2 separate regions of the Anas platyrhynchos genome follow, and region 2 is linked to region 1. Evidence: chromatin contacts called from public Hi-C data. All regions are on one chromosome and are shown on one strand. Each heading gives the region's core, a stretch centred on a gene start, on an enhancer-like site or on the middle of the called end of the contact. The rest is flanking DNA. Distances are from core to core; before and after follow the strand shown. Region 1 overlaps ST3GAL5 (ST3 beta-galactoside alpha-2,3-sialyltransferase 5). Region 2 overlaps POLR1A (RNA polymerase I subunit A).

Region 1 (7,132 bases), core at 3,256-5,755:
TGAAAGCCAGTTGTGGATGATAAACAAATATGAAAATCAGATTCTTGTCTCTGGCACTGTTTGTGTTTATAGCAATAATATTAATCTAACTTCTCCTCCTCAAAACACATTAATTTTTGTACTAGCAATAAATTTCTAGTTTTTTTTTTTTCCTGTAAGTATAATAATTATATTGTTTAATTTAAAATATTTCATGTGTGAAGAGTTTTATACAGATGGTCTTTTAGTTAATATATTGAAATGTGCTAATTATTTTCTCCTGGTATTTAAACTGGAAACAAAGTACCTTAATTTTATTTAGGCATTAATGAAATTATGGAAGAGTTCAGAACGTGTGCGTTGGGAGGATGTCTTGAATACACCAGTAGCATGCGTTTCAGAGCACTTGATCCCTCACCAGTTTTGCTTTATTCAGTAACTTGAAAAATAATCAGTTGATTAATGTAAATGCCAGTAGCTTTTTGGAGATATGATGTATTTATTGTCAGATTCTCAAATGATGTCCATGTGGGGTTAGATTGTTTTCCCACCAGTTGTATGGCTCGTGATAAAACGTTGTTTTTTGTTGTAGTGTTTATGGCATTGAGTATTCCTGCACAGACTCGACCATATGTGAAATGGCAGCAAAGTTCGGGTTGCTAAAAGCAATAAACTGATGAAACCACTTTCTATTTACGTATTTGTCTTAGTTTGTCATTTGTTTTGCCTCGCTTATTAAGGTTCTTGCATGTTTTACGGAGCCAGCTTAAAGTTTCAGTGCGATCCCAGGCACTGAAGATCTCTGGCTGGTTCTTCAGTCCGTCTCCTTTCTTCTGTGCCTTTTTGGTACCTGTCATTGGAATTCCATCTCTGGTACCTGGAAGGAGGGAACCCATCTTAATCCATCTTAACAATGACCATTCCACAAGCATCCAGGTTCCTGAGGTTAATGTGGATGAGAAGATTTCAGACTGGGTTTTAGCACTGGCATTAAACTCAACGATGGGTCTCCTTAAGGAGGTGGAGACAGGTCTGTGTCTTCTGGTCTGTGACTCCTCAGTCTTGCTCGAGGTGAGTTAACAAGAAGAGCTGTGTGTCTGTGCCGCTGTGTCCCAGAACTTAGCCTTTGCAAAGAGTGCCTTGTTGCTTGTCCATGTGCATTACTAATGTTTGTTTAAAAACATCAACAAAGAATCTGGGAGCTGCGCTGGACCTGTTGTGTTGCACAACAGAATTGTTCTTGGTAACTGTCCTAGGAGGAATCAGTCGTGTGTTTGTCTGACCTGTGAGGAGGCTGATTTTTTTTTCCTGGTTCCTGTGCAGGGATGTGTCTGTGTGTGTTTTAAACAGCTTCAACTTTCTTCTCCTTCCGCTCTAGAGTGGTTGTGAGTACTTGCATAATCTCTTATACTTTAGTTGTCACCTTCAGGTGAGATAAATAGAAATTCTCACATCAGGACTAAACACTTCTGAAAGCATTTGGAGGATTTTAAAAACTTGTGAAACTTTCTTTCTTCCCTATTTTTTTTTTTTTTCTGAATTGTATGGCTCTTTAGAGAATGGCAAAAGAGATGAGCAGCTTGCTTACTTTGGCTAGGTCCTGTTTGTTCAAACAAACGCTGGGAGCTTTGAATTGCCAAGTGCGAATTTACGGTGCTGTCTTCCAAGTCTATATGAATCCTGCGCCCAGGCAGTTTATCTGGAGCTGGAGATAAAACGATGACACGTTGGAAAAGTACCGTGGGTAAGGTCACAATTCTTTTTTTTATGATACCACAAACATGCCAGAGGTACACGAGGAGAGCAAGCCACTTGTCTGCAGCGTGGGGTAGTGCTGGAAGGGGTGGTTTTGGGCTGTGTAGGAATGTCTTGGTTGCAACAGGTTGGAGCAGTCTGTCATCAGCCTTGCCCCATGTCTCACGGGGCGTTGGAAGATGGGCTCCTCAACTTCCCTCAGGGCGGAGGGCACAAAAAAAAGCACTTTTCTTGCTAAAAGCAGATTCTTGTGTTCTCCACCTCCTCGGCTATCTTATTTTGCCTTGAATGTTCCTGCAAGCAGGGGCTGAAGCAGCCACCCACAGCCCCATGGGTGGTGTGGATCACGACCTCAGGTAATCAATGCTCGCCTACATCTCAGCGTGTCTCCAGCTGCGGGATGCAAGGTGGGTGCTCCTCCTGCCTGACCCCAAGTCCCCAGGCTGTGTGTGTTATGTAGGAACCTCCCTTCCTTCCTGGGGAGGATCAGCAACAGCTCCTGGCTCCGTGGTGCTCCCCGTATCGCCCCTAAGGGACCCACCGCATTCCTGCGGCGTGGGAATCCTGCTGCTCAAACTCCACCTTCATTCCTTGCACCTTGCTGGGTGAAGCATGCAGTACCTATGTGCTCAGAGCAACATGACTCACATTCTTTTTTTAATTTAAAAAAAAGAAAAAAAAGCCTTCAAGCAAAAACGGATCTTCTGCTGCAGACCTGGTATGAGCCTCAGGAGCTGGAGTTGAAGCTTTACCATGTGTGAATGACTTGCAAGGTCACAACACCAGTGACAGCTCTGACGGTCGAGCTGCTCGAGCATTAAATCAGCACTGTTATGACAACTTTTGTGGTTTATATTGATAATGCAAGGCCTGGATTTGCCCGGACTGAGTTTTGAGGTGGGAGAGCGGAGATGCAGCGCCCTGAGGTTTTGCTAAGCTCGCCAGGTGCCTGCCTGTTCCAGCTGGCTGGCCTTTTTCTGCTCGCCCAAGCACTTGTGCTTCACCTCTTCGTACTTTAACAAAAAATAAATAATCTTAACCAAAACCCTGCCACCTCGCTTGTTCCAGCCTATGACCTCCTGGAACTGGAGCAGCTTCTCTGCTCAGGTGCCGCGCTCCTGCCCAGGATCATCTGCCTGCTTCGTTCATTCTCCCTCCCTGCTTCTCTTGTGCTCAGGCCAAAACCAACTTGTTCCTGACCCCTGACCTACGCCTTTGTGGAGAACAAAGCCTTTCTGTTCAGTGCAGCCGCTCCTACTCCTTTCTCCTGTCCCCAGAGCTCAGCACCCTCGGTATGCGGCTGGGTGCTCGAGCCGCTTGTTGCGAGGGGCTGCCAAGGGCCAGCACGAAGGTGATGGGAAAAAGGTGAAGGTTTTTCTTCAGGAAAAACCCTTTTAATCTTCCTGTACAAGGAAAGCTAGAAAGCAGACAGCGCGTGGTTTCCCTAGCCCCTTACTTCCCTCTCCTGCTGTGCGTAAACGTATTTGCTATAGCCCAAGGAAGCCTTGAGTATGGAAGCCAGAGTATGGAAGCAATGGCAGGGTAAGAGGGGAGCACGAAACAAGGCTCCCTGTGAGCCTCTCCTTTTCTCCAGCCTGGTTCTGCCTGGTCCCAGCTAAACCAGGCACACAGCACACCTCGCATGGGGTGCAGCCCTTTCCTCCCCACCACCGCGGCGTGAGCTGGGGAAGGGATGCGAGGACCTGGGCAGATCCCACAGACCGACTGCGGAGGGGTTCTTAAGAGCTGGGCTGTTGCTTCCAGCTTTTCCCTATATGTTGTCATCAGTTCTACCTCCTCTTTTTTTTTTTAAATTCTTCCATATTTTAATTTTTATTTTCCCCTGCTATTTTCCTCTTCCTGTCCCCAGATGGATGCCCCGTGGGGTTGCGGTGTCTCCCTGCCGTCTTTGCCAGGCTCAGCAGCTCTTCTGCAGAGGACCGCGGATGCTGGTGAGGGTGCTGGCAGATTTTGGGTGCTCACCTCTTTGTACCCATGAGGGAAGAGCAGGATCTGGGTCCAGAGCAGCTTTCGGGACCTCTCTGTGCTGCTCTATCCTGGAGGGAAGTTTGCATGTTGGAGTGGTAACTTATCGCCTATCCTGCTATGCAAAGTCTGGAAAGAAGGGCTGGTTTGTGCCGACGGTATCGAGATTACCACGAGCAGGTCTGGTTTCAGGCCTGGGTGAAGGGGGGTTATTTTTAAGCAGGTTCTTTCCTCTTCATAGAGGCAGCTAACTAGGACAGGTTGCAGCTTATTTCAAAACCCCAAGGGGTTTTCCTCTGCGAGGTCACGAGTCTCTGAACCCTGTGACTATTTCTCTGGTCTGAATTTATCCTCCTTGATTTCTAACCTGACTTTTCCCTCTGAGGGGACTGTCCCTTGTGTTACCAGCCAGAAATTCATTCTGGTGTGTCCCTGGGCCTGGCTGCTGCTCTGGATGGATGGATGGATGGCAGTGGCTCAGGAAGATGTTTATAGGGTTTCACTGCTTCTTCTGCCGTAGCACCATTAAGGTTGGAAAATCCCTCCAGGATCATCTGGTCCAATCACCCCCTACCACCACCATCACCCACTAACCCACGTCCAACCTTGAACACCCCATGAGGTGGTCACGAGCCGTGTAAAGGCTCACGCTCAGGCTGGATTAGGAATTTCGGTGCTTTGAAACACCTGGGTACCAGGGAGATGCGCCCAAGCCCTACAGCAGCCCTGGGAGGGCTGAGCCTGAGGGCAGCATTTCTGGTTTGCAGAGGGTTGGAGATGAGAAGCGGGCTCGTAGCCCCATCTAGTGCTCGGAGAGAGCCCTGCTGCCAGCCGGGATGTGCACAGGCTTGGACCAGCCCCTCCTCCAGCTGCACCGCACCGCTAAAAGGGTCAAAACCCCCAAAAATCCTTCACCGCTAACGCAACACGCCTGTGCTGGGTGCCAGAAGTCAACCCTGAAGTGAGGGCTGCAGGGATGAGCAGTTTTCCTCCGGCAAGTGGAGCTGGAAATACTTGCATCCCATCACTGAGTGTTAATTATAGGCAGCTATTGATGAGCCAGCAGCTGTTAAATAGGCTGCGAGCTGACGTGGCAAGTGTCACCCTAATCCCTGGCTAGTGCTCTCCCAGAACTGCAAAAATGCCTTTCAGATTAATTAATTAATTAATTAACTTATTTATTTATTTTATTGTATGCTCAGTTTTGCATCTGCCTAGGATTAAACACAGCAAAGCCAGTACCTAATAATATTTCTAAATCCCCTTTCCTCGGACTCGAAGCCATAGGTGGCGAGGGAATTCTTCCCTGTGACACGCAGAAGGAGGCAGAGGTGGTGCCGGGAGGATTTCACGGGGGGTTTGGTGGAGGTGTGGGGTTTGAGTTCACAGAGGAAAATCTCTGGGGAAGTCCCAGTGTTTGGTTGGGGACCTAGATGAGCTCCTCGTCTGCTTTGCCTGAGGAAAAAAGGAGGGCTGGAGGCTGTTCTCCTACCATTCACTGGGCAGTGGGGTTTTATATCATTTGAAAGAATTTTCTCTGTATTTTTTTTCCCTTCCAGCATGATGATTTGGATGAGAAGACCAGTGGCATCCTGGCCTGTATCAGGAATAGTGCAGCCAGCAGGACCTGGGGGTGCTCATCCCCCTGTGCTCGGTTCTGGTGAGGCCGCACCTCAGTGCTGTGCTCAGCTTTGGGCCCCTCAGTACCAGAAGGACATCGAGGCCCTGGAGCGTGTCCAGAGCAGGGCTATGGAGCTGGTGAAGGGCCTGGGACACAAGTCCTGTGAGGAGCAGCTGTGGGAACTGGGGTTTAATCTGGAGAAGAGGAAGCTCAAGGCAGACCTTATTGCTCTCTGCAACTGACTGAAAGGAGGTTGTAGGGAGCTGGGGGTCAGCCTCTTCTCACAGGTAACCAGTGATAGGACTGAGGGAATGGCCTCAAGTTGTGCCAGGGAAGGTTCAGGTTGGAAATGAGGAGACATTTCTGTCAGAAAGAGCAGTCAGGTGTTGGGACGGGTTGCCCAGGGAGGTGGTGGCGTCACCGTCCCTGGGGGTGTTCAAGGAGAGGTTGGGCCTGGTGCCTGGGGACATGGTTTGGTGGTGACATTGGTGGTAGGGGGGTGGTTGGAGCAGATGATCCTGGGGGTCTTTTCCAACCTTAATGATTCTATAAGTGGAAGAATTCATGAGAGACAGCAGTTTTATGACAGATCTTCATTTCTCTGGCCATGGAAACGTATGCAGGACCGCTGATGCCCCCTCCTGCAGCCTCCATGGACATTCAGGCAGTTGTTCACAATTCCCAGAGATCTGTGAAGAGCAGGAATCCTCTGGACCTGAGACAAGCTGAGGTTTATCTGCATGGGCAGCTGTGCTGGAGGGGATTTTATAGAGCAGTAAAACACTCCTGCACATGGTGGCTTCCCACAGGTATGGTGTTGCAGGACAGAAAGTGTCATGCCAAAACCAGTCCTCTCCAAACCAGGCCTCTCCATCCCACCAGAGGGACTTGGAGGGCAATCAAAACTCTGAGACACCCAAAAGCAGGGGTACATGAATGAACACAGACCAGTGGGTCCTGAGAAGACCAGAAGGTCAGTGAGAGGGGGAGTAATTCCTTTCTTCCTTCTGCATAACCCCAGACACAAACAGCATCCTGGGGCGTTCAGGTTCATCTCAAGTAGATTTTTCTAACATGAGATTAGAGAAGGGTTCGCCTGGATTGTGCAGGGAGGCCATGAGGTCTTAATCCTCAAATTCCTTGACAGGAGTGGGAGCAGCTCCAGCAGGGATGGCTTCAGCTGTAGCTGATCCCACCGTGGGCATGGGTTTAGGTGCCCTGTGGGGAGGGAGGGAGCGTCCTTTCCAGCCCCCCTCTCTCTGCCCTTTCAGCTCGAAGCATGATATTATGTGCCGATGCTGAGCTTGCAGTTACTCACCCTTCCTCCTCAAGGATTTTCAGCTCTGCTTACACAATGTGCTGTGAAAAAGGAAAATGCAGCCATAAAGCTGGGGACAGGCTCCCCCCTGGAGTCAAACAGGGATGCTGGGGGCAGAGGGGAGGGAATGAAAGGCTCTTGATTCAGAAGGAGCTGTGTGTCAAACCCCACCCTGACCAAAATTAGAGCCCTAAATTTTAGAGCCCTAACCTGCTCTAAAATTCCCAGCCTTGGAGAAAGCAGCTTACCAGCTTGCAGAGGCCGGTATTTCACTGGAGATCCATCTCCAGGTATGTTTGAGCACCAGGTCTTGGATTTCTCTTCTTTTTGTGTTGGTGATTGGGAATGTCAGCTGAGGGGAGGAGACCTGGGGACAAAAGCAGGTTCCACATTGTGCAAACTCACCAGAAATAAGGATGGGTTGATAGCGACTGCCCCATCTGATGTCCCTGGAGAATCTCTTGCTTGTGTTG
Region 2 (7,132 bases), core at 2,036-4,535, 81 kb before region 1:
CATGTTTAAGCTCTATTTGCTCCTAACTCTGGAAACAGCAGCATGCCTGCCGAAATCTTCATATACTCAATTAAGCACTGAGTATTTACACTGTACAAACAGGTTATCTTGAGCTGTTGACGATCACTTTGATGGATCTGTAATAGTGTCTATATACTGACAAATTAAAGTGAGATTATTTTGAGAGGCTGTGTTCTAGATGAGAGTTTGTTGTATGACCTCCACCCTGTGCTTTATTCAAACATGAAGTTAGAACTCAGAGCTCCTTGGCCTCTTCTCCAGCTACCTGGTCATATTACCTTACTCCAAGCTGTCCAGCACTGGCTTTATGGTGACAGGAATTATCAATTTGGCTTTGGGCAAATTCGGTTTATTTTCTCACTTACAAATAACAGAATTTCCCTTTTTCATTCTTCGATGCGTGTATTGCCAGGGGAGAGGAGAGCCTGGCAGGGTGTGGCTCGCACGCTGCTACCTTGGTTTGATTGCTGTGGTTTGTGGGTGTTAATGGAGCACAGAGCAGGCTTAGGCTGTGGTTTGGTAGAGAGCAGAGAGCTTTAGGAGTAAGTAGTCTTGATTGATTCTCTTAAACCTTTTGCACGGAATGTTAATACCAGGAAGAAACTGCTTTGAATGCGTGTGTGCTTTAAGATCCATTCTTTCCAGAGGCACGCATGGAAATGTTTTATAGACATCAACTGAAATTCTCTTGCAGGTTTGTCGTCACATTAAAACAGGAGATGTGCTTCTACTGAACCGCCAGCCCACTCTTCACAGACCCTCCATCCAAGCTCACCGGGCCAGAATCCTGCCTGGAGAAAAAGTGCTGAGGCTTCACTACGCCAACTGCAAGGCTTACAATGCTGATTTTGACGGTGACGAAATGAATGCCCATTTTCCACAAAGCGAGCTGGGTAGAGCAGAGGCCTACACTTTGGCCTTCACTGATGAACAGTATCTAGTTCCAAAGGTAAATAAAGCTGTCAGATAAACTTCCTTCATGAAATCACATTGTTTAATTTTTTTTTTGCCAGCTGTGCTCAGCAGATTTTTGTTGTTCAGGCATTGTTACTTGCTTCTTATCTCCCCAAACTGAGTTGTGATGTGCCCTCTCTAAAAGAGAGAGAACATCTAAACAATCTTGTTCCTTTTAATTGGTGATGCCTAGGAGAGATTTAGAAGACAGCTGTACTGTGATGAAGCCTTCTTAAGAAGGAACTTTGATGCTTTTATCAAGCTAGACTAATTTGGGAAGCTGCAGGCACTTGCCCCCCACCAAGCCTTTTTTCTTCCAAATTTCTTTAGGATGGCAAACCACTTCCAGGACTGATCCAGGACCACATGATTTCTGGAGTCAGCATGACAACCCGGGGCTGCTTCTTCACGAGAGAGCAATACATGGAACTTGTTTACCGGGGCCTGACAGACAAAAAAGGAAGAATTAAAGTATTTCCTCCTGCCATTATGAAACCACAACGACTATGGACGGGAAAGCAGGTAGCTTATAATTTATTGGGTTAAAGAACACTGGTGGCTCCAAAGTAAGCAGAACACTACTGTTAAAATGAGTGCTGCTGGGGGCTGATGAAAAGCTGCATCCTGTTGTCTAAGCAAAACCATATCTGAACTAAACCATCCAGATCTTGATTGTATATTCTCACTAAGGCTGTAAGAGTCTTTTCATTTAAAATGACAGAATTAGCATAGTACTTTTACTTGTTGCTCTTATCAGTCTTGCACATAGAAACATAATGCTGCAATCATCAGAGCAGAGAAGGAATTTGTCAATCACAGTAAGCAGAGCTTGCTGAAAGTGGAAAGGTAAAGTTCCACCAGCTGCTGCTTTTAAACCTCTGAACTTAAAGGTTTTAGGTAAATACTCTAGTATTTGAATTTTTGGTTGAGATTGTCATTATATTGATGTAGTATCTGAGAAGCCCAAGTGGATGGACAGTTATTTTTCCCATTAACAAGGAAATTAAAAAAAGCTCTGGTGCCATTTGTTTCAGAGTAATTGTGTCTTATTGCTCTTTCAGATGCTAGAGTTGCAAAAGCATATTCCTTTCTTGTAAACATCACACTTTTGATTTTTTAAAGGTTTGTTGTCAGTGAAAAATATATGTATAGATCGTTGGTTTCCTCCTATTTGCCAAATTCTTTACAGTGAGAAAGGAATACGGGAAATAAATAGTTCTTGCCATTCTTTCTGCTTCTTTGTAGGTTGTTTCTACGTTGCTAATAAACATCATTCCAGAAAATCACGTGCCACTGAATTTGACTGGAAAAGCTAAGATTGGTGGAAAAGCCTGGATAAAGGGACCTGCAAACAGATGTCTAAACCTTGATTCCATGTGTGAATCGCAGGTATGCTGGTGCTACACCTCTGGAGGCTGGGCTGGGATGCCTTTTAATCTAAATAGGTATGGAGTAGAGGAATGGGAAGGGAAACAGAATGATGATGAAATTAAAAACAGGCGTTGAAAGATACTGACAGAAGGTGGTAATCACAGGGTAGGGTTGAGTGTAAAGAAAAACTCTCTTCTAATCCTGCCTGATGCAGATTCCATCTAAGTACAGGTAAACAGGTAATATTGGTGAATGTGTTTAACTGTTCACCAATATGTGGGCTTTTAAAGCTTTTTACTTAAAGCCTTCTTTTCATGTGTCTTATTTACTCAGAAAAACCTGAAAAGGTCATCAAATTTTTTTCCTGAAGAGTTGTTTTCTTTTTCAGGTTATTATTAGAAATGGGGAATTACTTTGTGGCGTGTTGGACAAAGCTCACTTTGGCAGCTCTGCCTATGGCCTGGTCCACTGTTGCTATGAAATCTATGGGGGTGAAACGAGTGGGAAAGTGCTAACGTGTCTGGGACGCCTCTTCACTGCTTATCTGCAGCTCTACAGGGGATTTACAATGGGTGAGTAACACAAGGACTAATTCACCAGGGCACTGCAGCACCTCACGAGGTATAAAACAGACAGTGTTGGGTAGAATACATGCCAAGAGTTCTGTAAATAAACTTCCACAAGACAGTGTCCTTGACTGGGATCGCTGTTTGCCGACTTTTTTTTCCCCCTCACTCCTGTTTTTTACATAGCTGGCCTTTTAAGCATGAGGAGAAAGTATAATCGTAAAGATGTCCATTAAATTCTCTCATCTGTCCTGCCTGATCAAAGTGTGAAGAGTGTAAATGTCTCGTGTTTAAATTTCATATTGACAAAACTTCCTATGAAGCTCCATTTTTTTTTACTTCTCTGAAAAGAATGATTGCACAGAAACCATAACAACTGATAAGTGAGAAGGGAGGACTTCGAGGGGTTATTACTCAAGTCTAGCATACCTCATTCTACTGTAAAACTTTTGGTAAATATTTGACTTTCATTACGGCTTTGCAAACTCATGCAAAAATGCACTTGGCAGTCAATAAAAAATTGACCCTTACTCTGCTTCCTCTTCTTGCAGTAGTTAAAATATTTCAAATGACCGCGTAGAGCTTTGCAAGATGTTCTTATGCTAATGAAAAATTTATGGTATGTAGCATCAGGAGAGTTTAAATTCACTTGTGAAGGCACAACATAATCATTTGGAGTTATGTAGAGCAGTAGTAAGCTTTGACAGCAGCGAGGAAACAACAGTCTTCTGTGAAACAGAGAAAAGTGGGAGATCTGTTGAAGTAAGACGATTAATTGCCTCTAAGATACAGAAAATATATCTTGAAAGCAAGGGCACAAAAGCTCACTTGACAGAGATAATGAGCAAAGAGCCTGGGATCATTAGATTTTTAAAACATCAGAAAAAGGGAAATGGAACTGGAGCAGGAGCCTAGTGTTTGGTGAAGATGAGATGATTTAGCACTGAACAAAATGAGTCTTAGAGATGAGATTAATGAGGTTCAGAAGGAGTCGAGGAAGAAGAGACAAGTTCATAATGGGAAGAAGAGAGCAAGGACTGGACAGTGAAGGGACATGTAATGGGACCGTTAAGCTCCTTTGCATTATAAACCTCAGTACGAAAGAGTCCCACTGGTCCCCACAGAAATGCTGAACGTGTAGAGTGTTGGAATAATTTGGTCTGGGAGAGGGACTCGTGGAGGTGATGTAATGCAGCTCTCTGCTCAAAGCAAGTCCTGCCAGGTGAGCTTGTGCAGGGCTGTGTCCAGTCAAGTGAGTATCTTCAGGGATGGCAGTTCTACAATCTCTCTTGGCCAGCATTTGATCTTGGATACTGTGATTTTTTTTCCCCTCTTGAAGAAATTTTTATTTCCGTCTATCTTTAAAAGCCAGACAAATGTGTCTCTTTCAGTCTGTCCTCATCCATCATGTGTTTTATCCCTTTTAGTGACCATTTTTGGTGACTTCTGAAGGAAGTGGTGAATACATTCACAATTGTTTCTCTGTTTGGATCATGATGTGGTCTGTCTGTCTTCTTTAACAGGGATTGAAGATATCTTGGTTAAACCTGAAGCAGATCAGAAGAGACAAAAAATCATTGAAAAATCAAACCAGCATGGTATTGAAGTAAGTCGTTTTTGCAGAGCTTTTTTTTCATAATAATTAAAAAAAAAAAAAATTAGAAAATCCGCCCTATGTAATCATGTCTGCTTGGCACTTAAAAAATCCCTTGTTTTATTTTCAGGCTGTTAGAGCTGCTCTTAATTTGCCAGAAGCAACGTCATGTGAGGAGGTCCAAGGGAAATGGCAGGATGCCCATCTCTGCAAAGACCAGAGGGATTTTAACATGGTTGATCTGAAATTCAAGGAGGAAGTAAACAATTACAACAATGAAGTTAACAAGGTTGGCATCGAGGCATCTGTATATACTAATCTTGTTTGGAAAGTTAATTTCATGTTGATGAGGGGTGCCTGACTGTTCTGGAGGCTGGAGCTTTCCATTTGTCCCCAGCTTAGGCTTCAGATACTGCCTTGCCAGTACCTCACCCTCATCCTCCCTGAATAAGATGGCTTAATATTCAAGATGCTTTTAAGATTATAAATAGGAATGCCTGTGATTTGTCCTGGTTTTACTTCTTAAAGCCTTTGACAGGAATTGCTTTGGTTCATTGTTTTATTACTAATAGTTTTGTTCTGTTCCCCTCACCGCTATTCCAACTCTTTAGGTTTGTATGCCCCTTGGTCTGCACAGGAGCTTTCCGGAGAACAATTTGCAATTGATGGTACAGTCAGGAGCCAAAGGATCCACTGTAAATACAGTACAGGTAATGACAGTTATAATTACTGAGCAGCTATGAATATTGAAGTAATTTGTCCAAGAGTGCAAGTTATTGAGTAGGTCTTGTATGATTCTCTAATTGCAATGCAAGTTTTTTATTGTGGGCTTTGGGAATACAAGTTTTTGCATGGAAAAGTTTGGGAAGAATATAATAAAGACCTCAGCAGATAATTTTACCTTTTTTTTTTTTTTTCTTTCCAGCAGTTCTTAGTGCATTAAGGATTCATAGAAACTGCAGGCCTTCTTGTTGGAAGGAATGCTGCAGATAATACAAACAAACCTCCTGCAGGAGAAAGAATTTTCCCTGGCTCTTGCTGGAGACTGACCCCTCAGTTTCCTTCTTCCACTGCTGTAGGAACAACAAAATCTTACTTTGAATTTAGTGGAAATGGCAACAATGCTTTTTCATTTTGCCTTCTGCAATGCAGACAAAACACCAAACACTCTGTAGAAAAGGGCTATCTAAAGTACCAAAGGTTAAGAGGGTTTTTTTGCTTTTTTTTTTGTTGCTGTTGTTCTGTTTTTAATGAAATGCTGGGAGGTCGTAAGGGTAACAAAGAGAACTAATTATTTAAAACATTTTAGTTTCACATCTCCTTATATTAAAATATTAATACAGAATGTGAATAGAAGTGTTGAGGGTGAGTCAAGGGTTGGAATAACTTTATTTAAAAAGACCAGATGAGATCCACGTCGTTACTGTCCATCAGTAGCAAGAACACTTAATGAACATAACATTTACCGAACATTTAATTGCTTTATTAAGTTTTTCAAGAAAAAACATTGCACTTACGTGAGCAAAAAGTTATATGAAAAAGTGATGTTTCCTTTTATCTTTCCTTGCCTGTGCTTTTCCTGTCCACATGCAGATCTCTTGTTTGCTGGGCCAGATTGAGCTGGAAGGTCGAAGGCCCCCGCTGATGGCATCTGGCAAGTCTCTGCCGTGTTTCCAACCTTACGATTTCTCCCCTAGCTCAGGAGGATTTGTGACTGGCAGATTTCTCACTGGAATCAAACCATCTGTAAGCTTTATACTCATTCTGCTTATACTGAAATTTATTTAGATCTTACTATTTTAATACAGAGTTTTTTACCATGATAGATAAATCACCTATGTATACCCTGCTTTCAAATGCAGCTTTTCAGAAAGAGTATGAATTACCAGTCTTTGTGTACTTGTCAGCAGAACGCTGATGGGATTGTGCTTATGTTTAGGAATTCTTCTTTCACTGCATGGCTGGCAGGGAAGGTCTTGTGGATACAGCTGTCAAAACCAGCCGTTCTGGGTACCTACAAAGGTAAGAGGGTTATTAAAAAATTCCAGCCTTTAAATTACATTTTTTCATAAAGTATTGTAGGCTGGAGGAAGTGCTCAGGTAGTTTAGATTAGCTTTATAGCATACTTAATATTCACAAAAAGAGTTTGCTGCTTGAAATTCTCCTAATATCCTGATACAAGGAAAGATACACATATTCCTGGCAACTCATTTTTTTTTTAGGCCACGTTGTGGGCCTAATCTTTATTCAGGCCGCACCTGCAGTGTATAGAAGAAGGCAGAAATTCTATATTGTTTTGGAGGGTAGTGAGGGGTTCTAAAAGAGTTTCCTTCTTGCACACAGCTGTTTGTGTGACAACAGAAATAGCAAGTAACTTGCTGTTTCATTTTAATCTTTTTCAGTCCAAGAAAGTTGGATGGAGCAACATGCAGAAAACATTGCAATATCATCACCTGTTTTGTTTGTATGTCATGTCTAAGTTTTTTTTGCTTGCAGAATTCCTGATAAGTCCTTAAGTGAAATTAATATTTTACTGAAAACAGTATTTTTTGTGTTAGAGTTATCATCCTTGTTACTGTGCAACCTCAACGTGTTTTAATTTTCTTTGAGATAGGTGTATCATAA

What was found. A called contact is a pair of places that touch in the nucleus more often than the background predicts.
Region 2: a Hi-C map of skeletal muscle shows a contact between it and region 1, with 2.6 times the contacts expected there. The contact joins two enhancer-like sites. A contact is called at or near these places in 6 of 8 Hi-C or Micro-C datasets (F1 follicle, F5 follicle, liver and 2 more).

What each region holds. Positions count from the first base shown.
Region 1 is chr4:73,651,579-73,658,710 of IASCAAS_PekinDuck_T2T, reverse strand. ST3GAL5 (ST3 beta-galactoside alpha-2,3-sialyltransferase 5) reads left to right here. Exons shown (of 7, transcript XM_072037864.1): 7 at 1-675. Among named protein-coding and RNA genes, the nearest start is that of ST3GAL5, 36 kb to the left of the region's middle. Within about 2 kb of position 4,505, at least 1 of the 8 cell types and tissues checked has an H3K27ac peak or open chromatin away from gene starts, as enhancers often do. A contact at or near this core is called in F1 follicle, where this site is marked.
Region 2 is chr4:73,731,729-73,738,860 of IASCAAS_PekinDuck_T2T, reverse strand. POLR1A (RNA polymerase I subunit A) reads left to right here. Exons shown (of 34, transcript XM_027455734.3): 13 at 716-970; 14 at 1,306-1,497; 15 at 2,221-2,364; 16 at 2,735-2,918; 17 at 4,436-4,518; 18 at 4,637-4,795; 19 at 5,118-5,216; 20 at 6,100-6,252; 21 at 6,446-6,528; 22 at 7,122-7,132. Among named protein-coding and RNA genes, the nearest start is that of POLR1A, 14 kb to the left of the region's middle. Within about 2 kb of position 3,285, at least 4 of the 8 cell types and tissues checked have an H3K27ac peak or open chromatin away from gene starts, as enhancers often do. A contact at or near this core is called in F1 follicle, where this site is marked.